Linked DNA regions of Columba livia: region 1 is linked to region 2. A link is a contact called in public Hi-C data. All regions are on one chromosome and are shown on one strand. The core of a region is the stretch at or near the end of the contact, and the rest is flanking DNA. Distances in the headings are between cores, read along the strand shown.

The links. Hi-C and Micro-C count contacts between places; a contact is called where the count stands out from the background.
Region 1: a contact with region 2 is called in a Hi-C map of crop, with 4 times the contacts expected there. The contact joins two enhancer-like sites. A contact is called at or near these places in 2 of 2 Hi-C or Micro-C datasets (crop and liver).

What each region holds. Positions count from the first base shown.
Region 1 is chr2:23,112,600-23,116,331 of bColLiv1.pat.W.v2, reverse strand. No RefSeq gene overlaps it. Among named protein-coding and RNA genes, the nearest start is that of FAM171A1, 40 kb to the left of the region's middle. Within about 2 kb of position 1,696, at least 3 of the 3 cell types and tissues checked have an H3K27ac peak away from gene starts, as active enhancers do.
Region 2 is chr2:22,992,664-22,996,053 of bColLiv1.pat.W.v2, reverse strand. All of the region lies in intron 2 of ITGA8 (integrin subunit alpha 8), which reads right to left. Among named protein-coding and RNA genes, the nearest start is that of ITGA8, 7.6 kb to the right of the region's middle. Within about 2 kb of position 1,498, at least 3 of the 3 cell types and tissues checked have an H3K27ac peak away from gene starts, as active enhancers do.

The DNA of each region.
Region 1 (3,732 bases), core at 447-2,946, 120 kb before region 2:
ACCCTAATGGCTCAATAGATGATTCCAACGATGCCAGTGGCAATGGGGTTATTGTTTGTTTGCTTTTGAAAAGGTCTGGCATATTTTACTTTCCTCAATAGCTTCGTGGAATTCTACAGCCTGTGTTTTTACACAAAATAAAGTGTACTTTTTATTTACTAGCACCTTTTCTCATTTACTCTCAGCGTATTGCGTTCTCTATAACTATAACCTACAACATACAATGAGGATGGAGAATGCAAAAAGCGACCAATAAGCCTACTACCACTTAAGGCATTCTTTATGTTGCTTAACAATGTGCTGAAAGCTCCCCAAAATTTTGCCTATATTTTAAAAAGGTATCTTAAGATATAGTAGATATATTTAGTATACACTATAGGAATTAATCAAAAAATCACAATCAACAAGCAAAATCACTTCCGCTCATTGTGACATCCTTCTTTGCAGTAACCAGGCCCCAAACATCCCCTGTACTAGAACTACAAGTAATTATTTTCACAAAGGAATAAGCACCAAAAGCCAACACCTTTGCATTTATGCATTTATCACTCTACCTTCAGCAATGGATGTTAATTTGTGCCGTAGCAAACCAGAGTTTGCCAGTACGGAATGGACTGATCAATGCAACTTGTGCACAGCTAAACAGCTGCCACAAAGTAAACCCCAGGGGAAACGCTGTTCTGAAATGACTGACATTCACAGGGAAAATACAGCCTGTAAATGTTCAGTAGAGGTAAGGGGCGATGTCATCACATCTCTTAATTTTTACTTTTTTTTTCTCCATGGTTCTCCTTTGAGGTGCCCTTATATTGGGTTTGCATCATAATTGCAGAAGTGTTAGTGTCTGCTAAGTGTCCTGGTTTACAAATTAAGGGAAAGAGATTAGAATGTAGTAAAGTCAAGAGCTTTTGAAATAAATTGTTCTTAAAATTTTCTTATTATTTGATTTTCTGCAGCTCATCCAATTTTATATTCATGCAGTAAGCCCTGACTTTTTCCACAGCAAAACAGAGGCGAAACTGGTCACAGCCTATCAGATAAATGTATTTTCTCACCAGAAAAGCACACCTGCAACTTCATGTGGGGATGGCTGTTTTTCCCTTACAAATGTCACGTTAAGTTTGCAGCCTCTCAGAAACCGTCAGTTTATCTATAATGACAAAGATGAACTGAGATTTACGGTGTCACTGACCGATGGCGCGGGGCATCGAGGCCTCCCCGGCTGTGCAGCAGCTGCAGGTGCGGCGGTCCTGAGGGGGATCTCCGCCAGGACCGGGCGAAGGTTTATCCGGTACCGCTACACAACGCCGCCCCGGCAACACTCACCTCAGTGCCGCTCCCGCCGGGCGCGGCCCGAAAGCACGCGGGGGCAGCGGCGGTTGGGCCGTTCCCGCTCCTCACCGGAGCAGCGGCGCGAACTCGGCCCCGGGGCCGCCGGGGGGCGCTGCGCCACAGGCTACGCCGCCGCAGAGCGGCCCGGGGAGGGGAGCGGAAGGGAGGGCGGCACGCCCTTGCCCGGCCCGGCCGCCGGAGTCCGCGGGAGGCGGCTGCTCGGCGGGGCTGGGCTGTTGAGCGCCGCAGGGTTCCTCCGCTCCGCTCTACCCGGCGGCCACAGCCGTGTCGCCACGTGTCCCCGACCCCTCAGGCGCTCAGGGCGCCTGTAAGGCTCGGGGGCAGTCCCGCAGCCGCTGGCGGTCACCGGGGCGGTCCAGCGCTTCTCTCTGGCTTCCCCAGCCGCTGCGGATACCCTGAGCCCCAGCCCGGGCCATCCCGGGCAGGGCCCCACGGTGGCCGCTGCGTGGGGCCGGGGCCGTGTGGCTGAGCGGCGGCCCAGGGGCCGCCAGGCGCGGATCCGCCGCGCCCGGTGCCCACAGCCCGAGCCCCCGCACAGCGCGGGAACGGCGGGCTCCCGGCGCCAGGGCCCGCAGCCGTGCGGTCGGTTCTGCTTTACAGAAAAAAGCTAACTCTTTGGGCTCACTTGATGCTTGTTTTGTTTTGTTTTATTCCCCCTCTGCGTTTTTATACCTCGCTCCAAGCTTTCTGCATTTTTATTTCTACTCGCAAAGCAAACAGAACAAGTGCTTTCTTCTGGTTTGTGCGTAAGCATAAGTACCCTCTAGATATCATTCTAAATATGTTTATTTACTTTTTTTCTTTTACTTCATCAGATTTCATCTGCAACTTATTCGTAATGAAAACAAACGCTTTAACATTATGACAGCTCTTCTCAGCTCTGCTGCTTGACCGTGGTTACGCAGTGCTACCCGGAGCCCGGAGGCAGACAAGTGTCTCAGCAGAGCTGGTTACAGCCCCTGGCTGAGGCCCTGCCGCTCTTCCAGCTCCACAGCTCATAAAAACAACCACCATATGAAACTGAGTTTGGGATCGTTTGTGCTAGCACGTCTCATTCATCCTGGTCACACTATATTTGGTCCAGAATTAGGGAATTCTGACTTTCTGGATGCCGTATTCACCTCTGAGAGTGAGCTGAGAGACCCACCAGTTGTGGGCAGCTGGCTGCAGCTGGCTGCCTGACTTTTGGCCAAAGCTGTTGTGTAGCTCTCCATTTTAAATGTAACAATTAAATTATATATGTAAACATTTACTAGTTGTTTTTTGGTTTTTTTTGCTCAGTCTTTTGAGATATCATAAGCAGGTAGAAATGAGACTATGTTTTGCTTGGTATTTCTAATCTTTAGGAAGTTCTGCTGAGTCTTTTTGCTGTGCCAAGGAAGCACTGACTGGCACACCCTATCTGAGGCTGTGCTCACCTTAGGGGAAGACAGTGTCACCTACAAGGGAGATCTGTGAACTTTCTGTAGCTGAAATTACCTTTGATGGAAATAAAACATCTTTATTCATATTGTCTGTCAGCCTTGAATTACACTGTCAAGAGAGGACATGCTAAATCAGAGAAATAATTTAGAAATATCCAGTTCAGTGGTTCAATTCTGATTATTTTTGTTCTTCCACAACAGTCATAGTATAAAATAGGGAATCGTGAGAGCTGTCCCTTGAAAGAAATCTGAAATGTCCTGTAGCCACAAAAAGTTTTCTTCTCTACTTGTGTTTGACCTCAGAACACAAAGCTATATTTGCTCTCTTTTCATGGGAGGACTGCACAGGTGACTGGAGAGTGAGTAGGACTAAGCCTTGATAGGCAAGTGAAGGTGAGTCAAAAGAATAACCTCAAAGAGGTTTTTATTAAAAAATATTAAGACCTTTTTTCTTTTCCTAACTGAATACTGGCATACAATTAACCCCGTGATGCATGATGCTCATTTAGTTGATGGCCTTGCAAAGAAGTTGTAGCCATTTCCCACATTTGACTGGAGTCGTGGGACCTTACAGTGAACAGTATGTTGGCCAACAGGACCGAGCGCGGGCTGAGGGTTCACGTGTGGTTCGGCACAATGGCACGGCAATGCCACGCTGCAGCCTCTGCATTGGAGCTGGCTGCTTGCCTGCCAGCGCTGAGTGGGGGCAGAATAAACACGTCTGTCTGCACCCACCTGCCCTGAGTCCCCCTACGTCCCCAGAAGGTAAGAAAATGCACTATCGCACAGCACATGCAGATTGCCCTATGATTTCTGGTTCACATTTGTGCAAATGGAACTGATTTCCATGTATTCCTGATTAATCTTTAAAACAACAAATCTTCAGGGTTTGCTAGCTGAAGCTAAGCTTCTAAAATCAACTGCCTTGCTGCCGATATACTAGAGTTCATGTGTA
Region 2 (3,390 bases), core at 249-2,748:
CTTAAATTGCCAAAGCAGTAGCTTGACAAGTGGAAAAATTTGAAATCGGATGGTAAAATGCAAACCTATTTAAGAACAACAGTGTAGAGATTCATTTTTGGGAATCAAAGCCTGAACCCGGAGCAAGTGTTAATGCAAATCCATTATTTGCACACCAAATTTGGTGCTTTCTGTGGGGACTGGTCTCCTCTCAGTCACTGAATCGGCACATTAAACTGCTTAGCAGGCATGAATCAAACATTACTCTTATAAATATTTCTTTGTTGTAGTAATCAGGATCTGCATAAGAAGCAAAAATAGATGTATTTGCAAACACTGATAGTGGCTCATTGTGATTCATTCAGTTCTTGAAAACTAGAAATAAAAAATGCAGCATCTATTATAATTTGAAAATACTCAAATGAACAAAAGCAAATAAAAATATTTTCATCAAACTTAACACAAGACAACAATGATTTTAATCAAAGCAGCAAATATGTAAAACAGCTGCAGCTCTTTCAGGTAAGTTCTCACCCTTCAGACCTTTGAAAATTATTATCTTTACTTGTTCCATGTGTGTTTGCATGTATGTACTGTATAAATGCAGATGGCCCTTAACCAGGCATCTGCAGCAGGCTCAGTTACACTCCTCCCTCTAACCTGTACCTACTCAGACTACACCCAGGATGGCAAATCCCTTTCAAATACTTCTTTTGATACATGTATGTGTGTGTGTATGTATCTAAGCACATTAATATTATACATATAAATAATTACAGAAAATAAAGAATGTAATACATATTTCATATATTTATGTATAATGGTATATACACAGAGTGGAGGTGAATAATCACCTCAACCTGTCCATATTGATATAAAATTGGAATATTAACATATAAAACCAACAAAAATGTATATTTATACAAATATATACAGGTCAAGGACCCTCACATGGAGACAACACCTGGACTGCCGTGTACAGGTTTGAAACACCACTACAAGACTTGCGGGTGTTTGGTTCAAACAAGAGAAAGTAAAGGAAGATCTATTTGCACTTCATCCACTGTTCAACAGGTAGAGAGAAGAGAGAGCCAAAGGAAAATAGGCAAAAGGCAAAAGCTATGGCAACAAAATTTCTGATCAGATACAAAGAAAATACTCTTCACAGTGAGGGTGATTAAGCACTAGAACAGATTCCCCGGAGAGGCTGTGGCATCTCCGGCCTTGAGTAGTTTCATAACTTGGCTACACAAGGCTCTGGGTAACCTAATTTAACTTTGAAATGAGCCCTGCTGCATCATTAGGGTCCTGCCTCCCAGGACGGAAGAGAGAGGGAAGGATTTGCCCTGGCACACATGGTCCCAAATTCTAGAACTGAGAGAAGAGAGGGGGTCTTGTCAACCCTCTCACTATGGCAGAGTGATTTTTAGTATCACTATCATAAAAGTTTCCAATCATACCAGCCGTTACTAAGCAAAGTAAGTCAGTAACGTTCACAGGGTCATTGATATCAGAGCCTCAATAGAGAGACAAAACACAAATGCAGAGCTAAGTACTATGATCTGGGGAACGAAGCCAAGCAATTGCCTTCAATGTCAACACTGGGGAAAAAAAAGGAGTTTAGAGAGAGTAAGGACACACAAAGCCCTTGCATGACGAGAAGAGTTGCTTCTATTTTTAGATTTATCTGATTCTGCAAACATCTATTTAATTTCTGGTTTTTGTTGTGCTTTAGATGCTATTCATATGAGTTATTTTAATTTAATAGATCGTATCTAGAGAGCTTTATTTGGACTTTCATTCCATGAATCAAGAAAAAAAAAAAGCATCAAACCCAATAGGATTTTTCCCGAAGTACATTCTGATCAAAACCAAATTAAGACCTCAGGGCTTGAACTAACATAACTAAGGGTATTTTTCGCCTTCTTTAGATAAGACTGAGACTTACCAAAGAAATCCACGAGGGTCTATTATAAATCAGAATGCTACAAGTGAACCATGAGGCTCTAGATAGCGTCTTATTGGCATAGTGGACTGAAATGTGTCAACATTTAAAAGTACAAAAAAGTTCTCTCTCAGCATTTTCTCTTGAGATGCAAATTCTTTTTACAACAGGATTCTAAGTTTTCCCTAGAATCTTACCATCTTCACAGCTAATGATTTTTTCATGTAACTAAACCTCTTTAGTCCCACTATATATCCTTTCCTTATACAGTACCTGGATTCTGTTACAATCAGCTCAACTGCTGGCCAGATTAGCTCATGTTTTTTATCAACTGCACGTTTGGCCAGAACTGATCTACATTCCTCTTCCCTGTTCCTCTTCAGAGGCTGTTCAAATTTTCTCCAACTGGTTTAGAAAAATACAACCTATTTTACTAAAAGTAGTAAAGTTAACCAACAGCAAAGACAACACCCCAGTGAGTTCTGGAAACTTAGGGGAAGTGGAATCTAAAATTCTGCCTTTTGGAGCTAATTTAAAACATAAGAACTTGTTGCTGTCTGTTAAGTATTACAATTAAAAGTGACCATTATAACGAGTTTCTGAAATATGAACTATTAGCTTTTTACCAGATTTCAAATACAACAGCGCACTTCAGGGGGCATTTAAGTTTGCTTCTGGCTGCAAGATGCTTTCAGTGGTTCAGAAATTCCCCAGTTAATCAAGTGGGAGAAAGTTTTCTTCATGTTGCTCTCCTGCTACCTCTCCTGGCAGCTGAAGGGAAGAGCAACCAGCTTAAACACAAGGATTTGGTAATTCTACCTCACTGCTAAAGCAGGAATAGTCATTATGGAATGAGGTTTACAATGAACAAACTGAAAAGGAGAAGTTAGCTTTGTGTAGGTAAGAGAGGAAAGACAGATCACAGCTCTTTAATATAATGCCAGCGCCTGTTCTCATCTTTTCTCATTGAGTTTCAAAGGGGTTTAAAAAAAAAAAAAAAAAGTAGGGGTTGGATGAGGTCATCTTTAAAGGTCCCTTTTAACCCAACCCATTCTATGACTCTATGAAAGAGTATTACAGCCTTACACTGCAATGCAACAGGACAGCTTTACAGAGCAGGGAAACAAGGGAGAAGAGTCTCTGCCCCTTAGTCCGTATCTCCTGGAGTAAGGGGATACTAAAAGCCCTTCCACTGTAATTTATCTCAGTTCCTTGCTGCAATGAAGCAGGTTAAAACACCAATTGTGCTCTTAGGGCCAGCGCTTTCAGCTTCTTTCAGACTCTTCCCAGAGTCTTGGCTCCAGCACAGAGATTTAGGGAGCTTTAAAGAACTGCAAACATGGGACTGCAGAGTCAGTGCCATATCAGCAGCGGGAAACACACAGAGTTCCTGCTAAAGCCTCTTCTTGGCTGGAGGCCCTGTCACTGGCCAACCCATATGGGAATGTCTGGTTACACGACTTGTT